Linked DNA regions of Mus musculus: region 1 is linked to region 2. A link is a contact called in public Hi-C data. All regions are on one chromosome and are shown on one strand. Each heading gives the region's core, a stretch centred on a gene start, on an enhancer-like site or on the middle of the called end of the contact. The rest is flanking DNA. Distances are from core to core; before and after follow the strand shown. Region 1 overlaps Chst15 (carbohydrate sulfotransferase 15). Region 2 has its middle 55 kb from the start of Gm34725.

Region 1 (7,110 bases), core at 4,586-7,085, 400 kb after region 2:
GCCAGTGCCCTTAACCACTGAACTTTCTCTCCAGCCCTGCCTGTAGCTCTTAACAGATGGTCCCTTTTCCTGGCATGTAGAACATCCCCAGGTCTCTGTTGCAAATTTGGCTTCATCCTCACAATTCCACACTCAGAATGTGGTGTCCCTCTACATTGCTTGTCCTTCATAATTGTTCTCTGGAACATTGGTGTGAGTCTCCATGACCCCCTCAGCTCTTGACATTGGTGCGAGTTTCCTTGACCCCTCAGCTCTTGACATTGGTGCGAGTCTCCATGACCCCGCAGCTCTTGAATCTTGAACATTGCATGTTCAAGCCAGAACAATTTGGACAAAGTCAAATTCTGCCAAAAAAAAAAAAAAAAAAAAAAAACAACTCAAAATGAAGCCTGACTCCCTTAGACCTTTGGCTGCAGTGGGCCCAAGGGCCTGGATGACTAAACCTGAGAAAACATTTGCCTAGGCAATCGTGTTGGAGGAGGGTACCCTGGAGACTTTATCTTCTGGCTTTGAGACAGGGTTTCTCTGTGTTAGCAACCCTAACTGTCCTGGAACTTGATTTGCAGACCAGGGTGACCTTGAACTCACAGAGATCCACCTGCCTCTGCCTCCTCTATGCAGGGATTAGAGCAGTGTGTTAACACACCTGGCTGGCTTTATTTCTTAAGTGCTTTCTTCTCTTTTTCTTTTTCTTTTTTTTCTTTCTTTCTTTCTTTCTTTCTTTCTTTTTTTTTTTTTTTTTTTTTTTGGTTTTTCAAGACAGGATTTCTCTCTGTGTGTAGTGTTAGCTGTCCTGGTACTCATTCTGTAGATCAGGCTAGCCTCCAACTCAAAGATCAGCTCACCTCTGCCAACCAAGTACTGGAATTCAAGCTGTGTATCATCACCCCCATCCCCAGACACTCATCAGTGAGGAAAGGCACCTACTCAGGCAGACTCACCCCGTCTTTTGGTGGTTGTTCCTAAGATAGCATTAGTTATCCTGAGTAGCTGCACAAGACAGTGTTTGTTGACCATGTAACCAAGACTTAACCCTACGCTCTTGTAATGTGTGGGCATTCCCCCAGGAGACTCAAGTCTTGCTCCTTTCTCTAGCTCAGGATGACCTTCAACCATCCTCCCCCTTCTTCCCACGTTCTAGTGTGTGAGTATGTGTGTATAATCAACTATGTTCCCCCTTCTGTCCATCTGTCTTGTGTCAGTTTAATTTGTAACCCAGCCAAGAATCTAGATGTGAAGGGAAGACACTTTTCACCCCGTTATGCTTTCAATCCAAGGCTGATTCAGAGGAAGTCCCAGAACTGACTGTCCCCCCACGCAGGGCAGGAGGTCTAGCCCAGTTCCCATCAGCCACTAGATTTGAACTCAGAAAACAAGGCAGGCCAGAGCAGCAAGCAAACACTTGACAGATCTGGGCTTAGTTTCCAGAGGACGAGTGAAAAACCACACTGTCTCAAATATGATGATGGAGAAAATTGTCACACAGATCTGCACAGTTCAACAGCAGCCAGGCAATGGAGCCACAGGGTAGCAACGTCATTCTCCTGGATGCTGTTGTAGAGCAGTGGTTCTCAACCTGTGGGTCACAACCCCCACCAGAGTCACACATCAGATATCCTGCTTATCACATATTTACATTACAACTTGCAACAGTACCAAAGTTACAGTTATGAAGCAACAAAAATAACTTTTTGGTTAGGGGTCACCACACCATGAGGAACTGTATTACAGAGTTGCAGCATCAGGAAAGTTGAGAACCTCTGTCCTAGAACAATAAACAGTTCTGAAACAAAGTGCATGGTTAGAAGACACAGAGATCAACCAGGGCTACCAGACTATGAATAGGAAACTAAACCAGAAAACAGAGTTAGATGATCCCATGGGACCTGGGCTCAAAGTCTGCTACTGATAGCTCTGCAACTGAAAAAAGTAGAGAAGGGGCACCAGCAGCCCTGATTCATCAGGGCCACTAATTTCTTGGAGGCCCGGAGATCCGTCATGCACACAAAGTAAACATGGTCTGGTATGTGTACATTTGGAAGACTCTTTATATAAACAGGTTCACAAATTGGAGGAAAACAATCCTCTGTAGACCAATAGTCTGATTTGGGGTTTAGAAACTACAGTCACTAAAAATACACACTAGGACATACTTTATATTTTTAATGCAAATATTTACATTCCAAACAAAGGAGACTGGAACCCTAAGACAAGCTATATGTTCCAGGCACACAAAATGCTAACGGCCCCTGGCTCTTGCCCGAGCACATGACTCCTGTTTATATTCTTGGAGCAGCAACCAAATTCCCATAACATTCTCCCCACGATTCTCAAGTCACATTTTAAAAAGCTGTAATTGCTTTTACATTAACACCTCAAATGTGATACCAGGAGTCCAGGGTCATTACACCAGGCTCTTCTAGAAGGTCAACGAATGTCAACTCCTGGGTCATTGTACCAAGTCCAAAATCCCTATCTTCCAAGTATACACAAGCATCCCCAGGAGACCAGCTCTCAGGTGAGTCTTTGTAAATTGATGCATGAACTTAATACATAGTGATCAGTCTCAACAAGGAGTAGGGTCCAATGACAAGAAATTGACAAGGGCCCAGGCCCTCTTCTCTCTATCAAGGGGCTCAATAGGCCAGGTAAGCAGACGTTACCTAGAAAACCAGAACATAGCACACACAGAAAGGGTTCAAATCTGAGAAATACAAGAGTGGAACTACAGAAGCTCAGAGGAAAGATGCTGTATGTGGCGGGGTTAAGGGGGAACATGCGAGATGGCAGCAGCGCCTGCCCAGACTTCCTAGTGGGAGTGATCCTAAGTGAGGGTCAGGACACAAGGAAGAATGAGCAGATGCAAGACTTCCCTTCTCAGTGCCTAGGAGACCTGAGTATAGCTAAGTCTAGGCTGGCTGGTCAGGGAACTTAGCACAAAGACAGAACTCTACCTGGTAAGAGCGTAAGCCAATAGCAGGCACACCGTATGCCAAGTGTCCCAGCATAACACGTAAGTGCAGCAGTTTGAGATCAACCTCAGCTACATAGCAAGACAAAACGGAGGAAGGAGGTGGGGGAGAACTCCACTGCCAGTTGAGAGACACCCCCCCCCCAAAAAAAAAAGAAAAAGAAAAAGAAAAGGACCCTGGCTAGCAGTCAGCCATTACCTCCATTCAAGTGAACTGCATTCCTCTTTGAACGCAGCCTGGAATCTAAATAGAGTCACTCCCTGGAATGACAAACCAGGTAGTCTCCCATAGCAAGTACCAACACAGAATCGATGTATCACATGCACACTTGGGCCATCCTGTCCACTGCATCCCCAAGAGAGGACAGGGACCAACCCTTTATCATGGGCCAGACACTGTGCCCAACACTTTGCTTCCAGACAGAGGAAGAAAGCAACACGTATCACCCCTCCAGTGTCTACGCCAGGTAGTATCTATACAGTCCTGGGAATACAGAAGTGAGACATAGACCTTCACTGCTTGCCTTTTCGTCAGCAGACACTTCTGCTGCCTCCAGCAAGGAGGAAAGGACCTGTCCAGGAGGGGGAAAGCCCACTCCCACCCACCCAATGGTGTGCAGACTTGCTGAGTTAGTCAAAGCATCTCATGGTATACCTTATCCATCATACTGCCTCACCAGACTTGCCAACCTCAGCTTCCGATAAGAACAAAAGTCACATTTGATCTCCACCAGAAAAGTAGCTGGATGTCGGGAGTATCCCTGAACCCGAACTTGTACTATTTATAATAAACCACTATACAGGCAGAGGTTGTTAGCTTAGGTGTTTAGATGAGGAGACTATGATACATTAAGCCTTGCTGCCAGGGTCACGGGAATAAGAGGGAAAACACAGCAGGAACTTGAATCAGAATTGCCTTGAAGCCGAGACAGGCTCTGCCTGGGACTTACATGGTTTCTCTGAGTGGCTAGGGTGTCCAAGCCCTGAGCTAGGAGAATGTCTGCACTGTGGCCCTAAACATGCTGACCAGAAGTGCCGGCTACCCTTCTTTGCATTGACTGAGATCATTCATAAGCAGATAATGTGCAGACACGCTTTAAAACCCACGTATCAAGGGTGCAGCCAAACACTGCAAGGATCCTCCCTCTAACCTCTCCTACTCAGTAATGCAGGTTGGATTATGTGCTGCCGGAGCCATGGGCCCAGTACCCGAAGGGAAGCGAGCACAGAAAAGCATGTCTTCCTCCTAGGTGGCCGTCACACTATCTTTTTGACCACAAAGAACAAAACAGCCCAGCAGGCACATATTCCATTTCCAGAGAAAATGTGAAACCATCGGCCCCAGAACACTGTAAGGAAAACAGAATTGTGCCCAGCCTGTATCTAATTATCTGTTCATGTTGGGGTATTTTCCAGACACCTGGGTGACTAGGCTGCCTGCTTCAGTGTTCCTACCACAAACACAATTCTGTACAGTACCCAAGTTTTCTTTCTTTCTTTCTTTCTTTCTTTCTTTCTTTCTTTCTTTCTTTCTTCCCTTCCCTTCCCTTCCTTCCTTCCTTCCTTCCTTCTTTCTTTCTTTCTTTCTCTCTCTCTCTTTTTCTCTCTTTCTTTCTCTCTTTCTTTCTTTCTTTCTTTCTCTCTCTCTCTTTTTCTCTCTTTCTTTCTCTCTTTCTTTCTCTCTTTCTTTCTTTCTTTCTTTCTTTCTTTCTTTCTTTCTTTCTTTCTTTCTTTCCTTAATGACACCCTCTGCTTTTGAGGACCTGCCAGCCTTACTTTCCTCAGAAAGCTAAAATGCCTGAACTGAGATGAGTTCAAGAGATGTAAAAGAGGTGTCAGGAGCCCGCGCCCCATCCAGGAGCTCCCTGCCCACACCCATTCCCCTTTCAAGCTCAGAGAAGGGCTCAAGATGTGACATTCAAAGGCCAGCTAAACCAGCATTTTTTTTTTCTTGAGAGTGACCTGGTCTCTACCTTGCTTAATATAACAGTGTTAAATAGCACCCACAGGCCCTTTCCCTCTCTGGACAGATGAGAAGATGGTACAGACCAGCTTCAGGAAACATAGCTGGAACAAGGTGACCTCTCTCTGTGTGTCTCTCTCTCTGTCTCTCTCTCAATGCTTTTCTCTTTTTTCGTTGCATATGCTAGGCAAGCCCTCTATCACTGTACTATATTCTCGGCCAAGGCCTCAGAGTAGCCTATATTGGAGGGAGGATATGATGCTCTAGGCCAGTGGTTCTCCACCATCCTAAGGCTGCAACGCTTTAATATAGTGAGTGCCTCATTTGTGGTGAGCCCCAACCATACAGTTATTTTCATTGCTACCTCATAACTGAAACTTTACTACTACTGTTGTGAATTATGATGTAAATGTCTGTTTTCCAGTGATCTTAGGCGACCCCTGTGAAAAGGTCGTTTGACCTCCAAAGGAGTCACAACCCAAGGGTTGAGAAAAGCTGCTCTAAGGAAATATACATATGAGGGGTCCGGGTGGAGGGTGCCATGCAATCTTAGGCCTCAGAGATGTCTCTCCATCTTCAGTCATGAGTTCTATAACCAAAAAAATAAAATAAAAATAAAAAAATACCACAAAAACCCAGTGCTTCCTGAATGCATTGCCAGGCATTGTTCCTGGCACCTGGAAGGGGCTTTGCTCTTTTATAGGACACCTGGGTGACATCATCCCCAAAGCTCCAACCTCCAAGCTACTCACCAGTCTCCCACTGTACTTTCCCAAGGCCCCTCAAAGACGGCTGTCAGCAGCATTATGTAATTCTGACTTGCACAAGTTCTGCCTCGCCCACTAATCTCATCGCTGAGCAGGGACGGCGTGCTGAGAGCTGACTCTCTGCCCCCGTGCACCTGGCCCGGGGCCACACCTAAAGGGAACGCATAAATACTGTACAGAGCTACTGCATATGACAGAGAGGAGGCTCCCCTTTCCCTGGCATCCTAGCAAATTCTGTAAAGGACAGAAATTGCTTCCCACTTGTCAACCCTGAGACAGACAGACACACACATACACAACCACTTATGATCTGCACAGCCTTCTCCTTCTAGGTCCAGGCCTGTCCCCACTCCAGTTCCGTCATCCTTCCTTGCACATATAAATAACCAAAATCATGGTGGGGGTTCCATTGCCCTTCCCCGGACCACTGAAAGAGGCAAAAGGATAGAAACATCTGTGGGACTTGCCTAGCGCAGGGCTAGCTGTGAATGTATAGGGACGCAGCTAATGACAGCTATTATCAAAAACAGCCTTGCTGCTCAGTTCTCGTATTTTAGAAAAACAGTCCCTATTGGCCCACATCGGCACAAGCCCTTTTCTTCCTAGATATTAGGCTGGATAAGCTAAGCATGCACCCGCCACCTCCATGTTCACCTCGGGATGTAGAGAGCCAGATCTTCATGTGTATCATTAGGTCCTAGTGTTTCAGAGGAGAAGCAGTCTCAGGGACCATGCTAGACCCCAATACTTGAGGACTGTGTAAGTTGAAACACCCTGTCTGTACAGTCAACAAGCTAAGAACAAACATGATCTCTTTATTCCCAGCTGGAGGACCAAACTGCCCTTCGAAGTAACTCAATATCTACAGTACCTGAGCCCCCTTACAGCCCAGAAAGAGACGAAGGTTGTTTATTCCCATTGAGTCAACAGTCGCTTCTAAACCCCACACCACTGAGGACACATCTCCTGAGTGACTGCTCAGATGACTGACACCCCCACACCAGCTACAACTCTTGAAAAACATCTCCTCTCTCACACAAATGGTCTTCAAACAATGTCTCTACAAATAGGGGCCAGCTGAAGCTCCAGGAGGAGGAACAGGCGCAAAGTGACAGCTGCCAACTCCAAGGGCTGTCTTTATCTGGGACTTTGTAAGAGACCCAAGCCAGCATAGTGGCCATAAAGAGCTGCAGCCCAGGCTCCTCTCCACCCCCTCAGCCAACCCCCCTCTTGCACGTGCTTTGCCTCACTCTTGCTCCCAGGCCTGCAACTTAAGGATCATTTGTCTGTCCGACACAGGTATGTCTGTCTGTCCCTCTTAAAAGAGGGCAAGCGCTTTGTCTGTCCTATCCCCAAGGTATCCATCCTTAGGCTCAAGGGTGGAATCTATTTGGTATACAAAAAGTTTT
Region 2 (7,054 bases), core at 3,695-6,194:
GATCCCATAGGAACTCTAGTTTTGTCAGTATCGCAGCATAAGCTAGCCCCGAGACTGGGCTGCAGGAGGAAGAGAAGTCTCTGCCTCCTTAGGGACATCCTCCAGTCCTGGTACTCTCCAGTACCAATCTCCATCCTGTATCTATCAATGTTGACTGATATCCAGTCCCTGTGAAGGAGAGAGACTGTAAATGGTGGAGCTGAAAATTCCTGGATCGGAACCTTCTCAGTTGTAGGGTCTTAAACTCATATGGGAAAATGGATCCCAGGAAGACCGGAAATCAATGCAGTCATATTGGAAGGCCTGTGCTTCCTGATCAGAGAAATGCTACATGAAGAATTTCGTTTCCACCATTGATTTTCCTTCCCCTACCCCCCAGGGACAGGGCTCATCCCAATTCCTACCCTGCTACATGTCACATGGACGAACTCCCACACAATCCGGAAGGGCTAAGGAAAACCTAACTTCATCCTCATCTCCTGCTCGTTCTTCCTTTTCCTACTGCCAGGGCCCCTGTCAAGAAAGAGGGGTTTAGGATTCCAAAAATAACATGTTCATTTTGCGTATAAGCAATGTGAAGTTCAGAGCAGCAAAGGCTCATTTACAATGAAGTCACCCCAAAACCTAAAGGTCTATGGGGACAAACCAGGACTATCCTGATCAACTGGCCTATCTTCAAATGGTCGGTCTAGCTTATTGATTGATCCGTGAGCTCCCTGTCACTAAATATTTTCTCCAAAGGTCTGACCTCCCCCACAGTGGAAGGCACAGCTGGGCAGACTGGGACGTCTGTTCCTCCGTTGCAGGCTGGACAGGCCAGTCCCCTTATTGGAGTTGTATAGTGGGACTTTCTGAATCTGCCAGATGTTAAATAATGACAGAGACTTATTCATATTTATTATAGGTAAGGCCTTCAGCTGGGCAGACTCTCAACTGACTCAATCTAAATGTAACCAGACTAACTAGTCTAGGCCACCGCCATATGACTAGTTTTTACCTCTGTTCCTGTTCACATCAGACCACTTCCCTATCCAGCTGGAGAAATCTCCCACTTCTGATTTCTTCTCCCAGAAACCCTTTCTCTGCCCGGAAGTTCTGCCCCTCTACTTCCTGTCTAGCTATTGGCTGTTGGATCTTTATTAAGCCAATCAGCAAATGAGGAAAGGGAATGTTTATAAAACAGAAAACCAGGTGATGGGCCTTAAGATTAACAATTCCAAAATCTGGCCAGTCCTTAGCTCTCTGCTGGCACAGCAACCAACAATTGACAATACAGAGACACCTTCTTACAACATACCCCAACAGAGTTGGAATCCCATTCAGACCCTTGAAGAAACAAAGCTGTCCTCTCATACACCCTGCTTCTAGCAACCTTCTCTGCTCTAGGGTCAAAAGTTGAAGGTGATGGGAATTTCAGATGCCTGCTCCACACAAGCGAGCCGGAAACAGGAGGAGCTAGGCTCTGGATGAGGATGAGGTCCACAGAAAGTGCCAACGAGGAAGGCTTTGGGGAACTAGTGTGTGGCGACTGTAGAAAATTCAACGGTTCCCTCCACTTCTGCGATAGCAGGTTTGAAAGAGAAGCTACCTCTGCAGTTTCTACAGAAAGCTTACCACCTCCCTAAGACTGGAACATCTAGAAAGCACTGTGACTACGCGTCTCGACACCAGGATAACCAGTCAATTAGCAATGTCAGCATCAGAACTAAGAGAGCCAATAGAACCACTTCCCAGATGCCTGAAGGGCAGGACCTGAGGTGCTGAGTGGCCCTGGCCCCTGCCATTTGTGCCCTTCGCTCACCAGAAGCCACTCTGGCTCCTGCTTCCATGGAGCTCTGGCTCCTGGGCCTCTGGAGCCAAAGTACTCAGAGTGCTTCCAGGAACTGCTATTGCCCAACATCAATTTTATACCACACTGCTGCTAAAAGCGCCTGCCGCTGGGAATTATCCAACACAAGACCGACACTTAGAAAAGTCTACCAAAAAAATAAGATAAAGGGTAAAAGTGCCCAGCGTGGAAAGCTACTTAGTCTATGTATTTTTCTTCTCCCCTCCCTCCTTCCAAACGTTCCCCTTCTCTCTCTCCATTCCTTCCTTCTGCCACTTGCACATCCAGGGAACATTTTAATTTTGGAAAGAAATGAGAAGTGAGCCAACCAGTCTGTGAAGTGAGTTTGGAGTGTGGGAGGGTCGGGTTGGAAGGAGACGACTCAGTTCCTGCTTGGGGTAGGTCGTTCTGTAGAAGCCTCTGGAAACCCTGTAAGCACAGCAGCAGTGGCCCTGAGGGCGGCCTTGGAGAGTGTCTGGATGCTGAGAGATACAGGGACTCAAGGGTCACCATAGACAGGGCCAGTGAGCCTCAAGCTTTAGACAAGGGTAGAGGCAGAATCTGCCATTATTCCAGAAAGCTATTCAACCAGGTGGCACTATGTCAATGAATCCTCATCTGAGACTTTTAAAACACGTGACAGGTAAATCTTTGTATGCGTGTGTGTGTGTGTGTGTGTGTGTGTGTGTGTGTGTGTGTGGTGTGGGTTCAGGTGCATGTCTGTGTGCATGCATACACACACCAGAGGCCAATCTTAGGCATTTTTTTCCTCAGATGCCATTTGACTTGCTTTTTGAAAACAAGTCTCTAACTGGCCTGGAACTGGACGAGTAGGCTAGGCTGACTGGTGCACGTGCCCCAGGGGTCTGCCAGTCTCTACTTCCCCAGTGCTGGGGTGACAATAATGTACCACCACACCCAGCTTGTTGTTTTGTTTTGTTTTGTTTTGTTTTGTTTATGTAGGTGCTAGGGATTGAGCTCAGACCCTCACACTTCCATGGCAAACAATCTACCAACTGAGCTATCTCCTCAGATCTGGGTAGGCCTTAAGATTGATATTTTGATAGCATGGGGTAGAGTCCCGGATGATAGAAGTAAACTTGAAAGTAAATTCCCTTAGGTCCCCTGGAATAGAAGTTGGTGGGGTGATCAAAGTACATGAAACTCTACTACTTTATAAATTGAAAAATACAATTAAAACATAAGAACGGGGCTGGATAAATGGCTCAGCCATTAAGAGCACTGGTTGCTCTTTCAGAGGTTATGAGTTCAATTCCCAGCAACCACATGGTGGCTCACAAACATCTGTAATGGGATTTGATGTACTCTTCTTGTGTGGCAGCAACAGCATGCTCATATACATTAAATAAATGAATGAATGAATGAATGAATGAATAAATAAATAAATAAATAAATAAAATAACAAGTTAAAAATGAATAGCGGTAGCTTCCATGGGTAGAGAATGCAGCATCCAGAAGTTAGAGGCTTTTAAACAAGTGCCAGGTATAAGATACCTTTGTAGTTATTGGCTGGGAAGGTCCCAGAGGCCTCCAGAAGAATTCACACTACCGCCATTACCATCAATTATCTTCTGGAACTAGATGGTAAGGCCCTATTGCTCAAAATACCTCACAGATTGGTTATAGAACACAAAGAAATCAAAATAGAACTGGATTGGAAATTCCCTCCTTGCTGACTTGCGTTGATAGTGCCAGAAGGTGCTATGTAAGCCACCGTAGGAGGAAATGCAAAAGTAGGTCAGCTAACCATACCCAGGTGTGCTACAATACTGCCCCCCACAGGCAGTACATGGTCACTGCAACAATAATGGCATGACTATTTGTGGGATAACCAGTTACTTTGTGTCTGAACTTGAGATCCTCTTCATACAAGGGAAGACATAACTAACGCATTACAAACGTGGTCAAAGGATAATGACTGGAAGATCACAGACACATCAAACTGCCTTCTAAGTATTCACCTTTATGCCCGTAGCCTAGTCCTACTCTCACTCCAGGGCAGAAGAGGAGAGCTAATGCAGAGACTTTTATCTGGTCAAAGTACTAAGGACACGTGATTGACATGAGCTCAGGCTTACGTGGATTATCTGTATCCCCACCCCCCAGGTCCAGGGACTACTACAGAAGAGATGGTAGAAGGAATTTTGAGCCAGAGGATAGGAGGAGTGTCACAATGCACTGTCATCCAGATAGGACGTAGCCATTGCAACCATGAACACACAGCGACTATGAACACTTGCACAGAAGCAGGCCCTCCCGTATGCTACTGTGGATGGAAGAGGTAACCATGAGATGCTAACGGTTCCTGAGGAGCTGATGGCTGCTAATGGATGTTGGAAGAGGGTGTGTCACTTTCTCCAGAGGTGTAGCCAAAAGGGTGGGTTGGGATGGGGGTGGGGTGCTCTAGGTGGAAGAAGGATAAAAGGAAAGGAGATACCAAGCATCTAAGTTAGGGTTTTACTGCTGTGAACAGGCACCATGACCAAGGCAAGTCTCAAAAGGACAACATTTAATTGGGGCTAGCTTACATGTTTAGAGTTTCAGTCTATAATCAAGGTGGGAGCAAGGCAGCATCCAGGTAGGCATGGTGCAGGAGGAGCTGAGAGGTCTACATCTTCATCTGAAGGCTGCTAGCAGAATACTGACTTCCAGGCAGCTGGGATGAGGGTCTTAAAGCCTACACCCACAGTGACACACCTACTCCAAAAAAACCACACCTTCTAATAGTGCCACTCCCTGGGCTGAGCACATACAAAGCATCACAGCGAGATACAGAAGAGTAATGGAGGAGAATATAACCACAATGCACCGTGTGTGTGTGTGTGTGTGTGTGTGTGTGTGTGTGTGTGTGTATGACTTTAAAAAGTAAAAAAAAAAGTAAAAGCTGTCCTAGTGAGAAACTGAGGGTAAAGTGGAATTAGACAGAAGCTTTGGACAATGAGAGAGGAGCCTTGGGTCATCTGGACAGGGGCATTCTGAGGTTAGATAGAAGGGCAGCTGTGCCAGCAAAGATTCCTATGTTCTGGCTACCTTATTCAGGGATGACAGAGCCTGGCTGTCTGCCAGTGCTGTCCCTCTGCTGCCGGCCAGGCATCCTGCCTCCCAGATCAGCTGTGCTTGCTGTTGTAATTAAACAGTTTACAGAAGCTGATGAAACAGGCGTGCCAAAAGCAAGAGTTGTTTCCATGAAAACTAAGTTTAGTTCTTTGGAAAAAAGCTTGTTCTGTAAATGGAAGTCGCTAAAAATACTCTCTGAAATGGGTGTGGGCGGGATGATTTTAAAAGCCTGGAGAGAGTCATATATGTTTAAAAATACCTGCCCCTGCTTGAGTTCTCCCTTATTTTAAAGATCGAAATTGGAAATTATAGACAATTTTCAGAGCAAGGATTATATAAGAAAAATGACTGGGAATTCATAACAAAGGCTTTATTCTCGAAGGAAGGCTTCCGTTAAGCCAACGAACGACGTGGGTCTTAAATTAAGATAAAATGCTTAATGTACCATGATGATGTGTTTAAGGAGAATTAGACAAAATCAGAAAGGGTCATTTCTCATTCGTTAAGAGCTTAGATTTTCCTGCAGCCACAGGGAGCCACTCGGGTTAGGAATGGTGGGTCTGGCTTCTTAGAGCATGCAGCTTATGCGCTAGGTCTGTGGGGTTGAGGTGGGGTCAGATCAAAGCTAGCAGTAAAGAGACTCTGGGGCTGGGGAGGCTCAGTGGGCAAAGTGTTTGCTCTCCAAGCATGAGGACCTGAGTTTGGTTCCTCAGCATCAGGGTAAAAGCAGGATGTGGCAGCAAGGGTTTGTATAACTAGTGTTGATGAGATGGAGTCAGGACGCTCCCTAGGTCATGCTGGGAGGCCTTTCCAACGGAGTCCAGAAGCTCCAGGTTCCGTGAAAGACCATGGCTCAGCGAAGTAAGGCAAAGGAAGGTAGAGATGACATTTTAAGTTATGTCTGGCCTCCACATGCATGAGAACGCATGTACACATATGTAATGACCTCTCTCTCTCTCTCTCTCTCTCTCTCTCTCTCACACACACACACACACACACACACACACACACACACACATAATCACACACAGAGAGACAAGGAAAATCTGTAATCTAGATGTCGGGAGTAAAGAAAATGGAAGTACAGAAAGGAAGACAGCATGAGAGATTTTCAGGAGGCAGAGTGACTAGGCTGAGACCATTGTGTCTGGGGTTTGTGGTCTGAGTGATGGCGGGGCAGGAAGAGTGATAGAGATGCCTGTGAAGGCTTCAGGTCAGATTCAGTGAAAGCAACAGGGCCAGAATCAGATAGAACCCAGAAGAGACAGGAGTGTGTTCTACTCACCGAGTCTTCTCCTTCTTGCACAGCCTTAGGATCAAGGTGTCCTTTCAGATTCCATTCTTTTTTTTTAAATATTTTTATTACATATTTTCCTTTACATTTCCAATGCTATCCCAAAAGTTCCCCATACCCCCCCCCCACTTCCCTACCCACCCATTCCCATTTTTTTGGCCCTGGCGTTCCCCTGTACTGGGGCATATAAAGTTTGCAAGTCCAAAGGGCCTCTCTTTCCAGTGATGGCCGACTAGGCCATCTTTTGATACATATGCAGCTAGAGTCAAGAGCTCCCGGGTACTGGTTAGTTCATAATGTTGTTCCACCTATAGGGTTGCAGATACCTTTAGCTCCTTGGTTACTTTCTCTAGCTCCTCCATTGGGAGCCCTGTGATCCATCCAATAGCTGACTGTTCTTAAAGCCCCACTGTGAAACAGTACTGGTCCCCAAAAGAAGCTGCACACTCTACTTGGTCCAGACCTTTGTGCACTAGCCCTGAGCTCATTTTCCTGTAAATGACATAGCTTTTTTTTTTTTTTTTTTTTTTTTTTTTTTGATGGAGTCTTTTTTATTAGCAAATGTCCTGAGGCTTTAGTGTCAGAGAGAATCCCATATTTCTATGCATTACTCCATATGCTGCGAAGGAGATATTGGACATCACTGTCCTCCATGACCTTAAACCTTCTAGCATGATGCTCTATGGAATCTGGGCTTGGGGGAATATCGCCTTGATATTGGTAATGCTAAAAAAAAGAGAGGGGGAATATACAAGGAGTTTTGCAGCTATATCTTTACATAAAACACATGGGCTACCACTAATATAGTGGGAGAAGGAACTAGGAGTCCCAGAGTACACAAGTGCAGATTGCGT

What was found. A called contact is a pair of places that touch in the nucleus more often than the background predicts.
Region 1: a contact with region 2 is called in a Hi-C map of cerebral cortex, with 2.9 times the contacts expected there. The contact joins two enhancer-like sites. A contact is called at or near these places in 3 of 39 promoter capture datasets (the 3T3-L1 cell line, cranial neural crest and hippocampal neurons), 10 of 484 Hi-C or Micro-C datasets (cerebellar granule neurons, cerebellum, cerebral cortex and 3 more), 11 of 115 datasets of contacts at active chromatin or transcription factors (craniofacial prominence, differentiating embryonic stem cells, embryonic forebrain and 8 more) and 1 of 9 other capture datasets (pancreatic islet).

The regions. Positions count from the first base shown.
Region 1 is chr7:132,306,801-132,313,910 of GRCm38.p6, forward strand. The region is part of intron 1 of Chst15 (carbohydrate sulfotransferase 15); the gene reads right to left. Among named protein-coding and RNA genes, the nearest start is that of Gm10584, 5.3 kb to the right of the region's middle. Within about 2 kb of position 5,836, at least 10 of the 459 cell types and tissues checked have an H3K27ac peak or open chromatin away from gene starts, as enhancers often do. A contact at or near this core is called in cerebral cortex, where this site is marked.
Region 2 is chr7:131,904,832-131,911,885 of GRCm38.p6, forward strand. No RefSeq gene overlaps it. Among named protein-coding and RNA genes, the nearest start is that of Gm34725, 55 kb to the right of the region's middle. Within about 2 kb of position 4,945, at least 11 of the 459 cell types and tissues checked have an H3K27ac peak or open chromatin away from gene starts, as enhancers often do. A contact at or near this core is called in cerebral cortex, where this site is marked.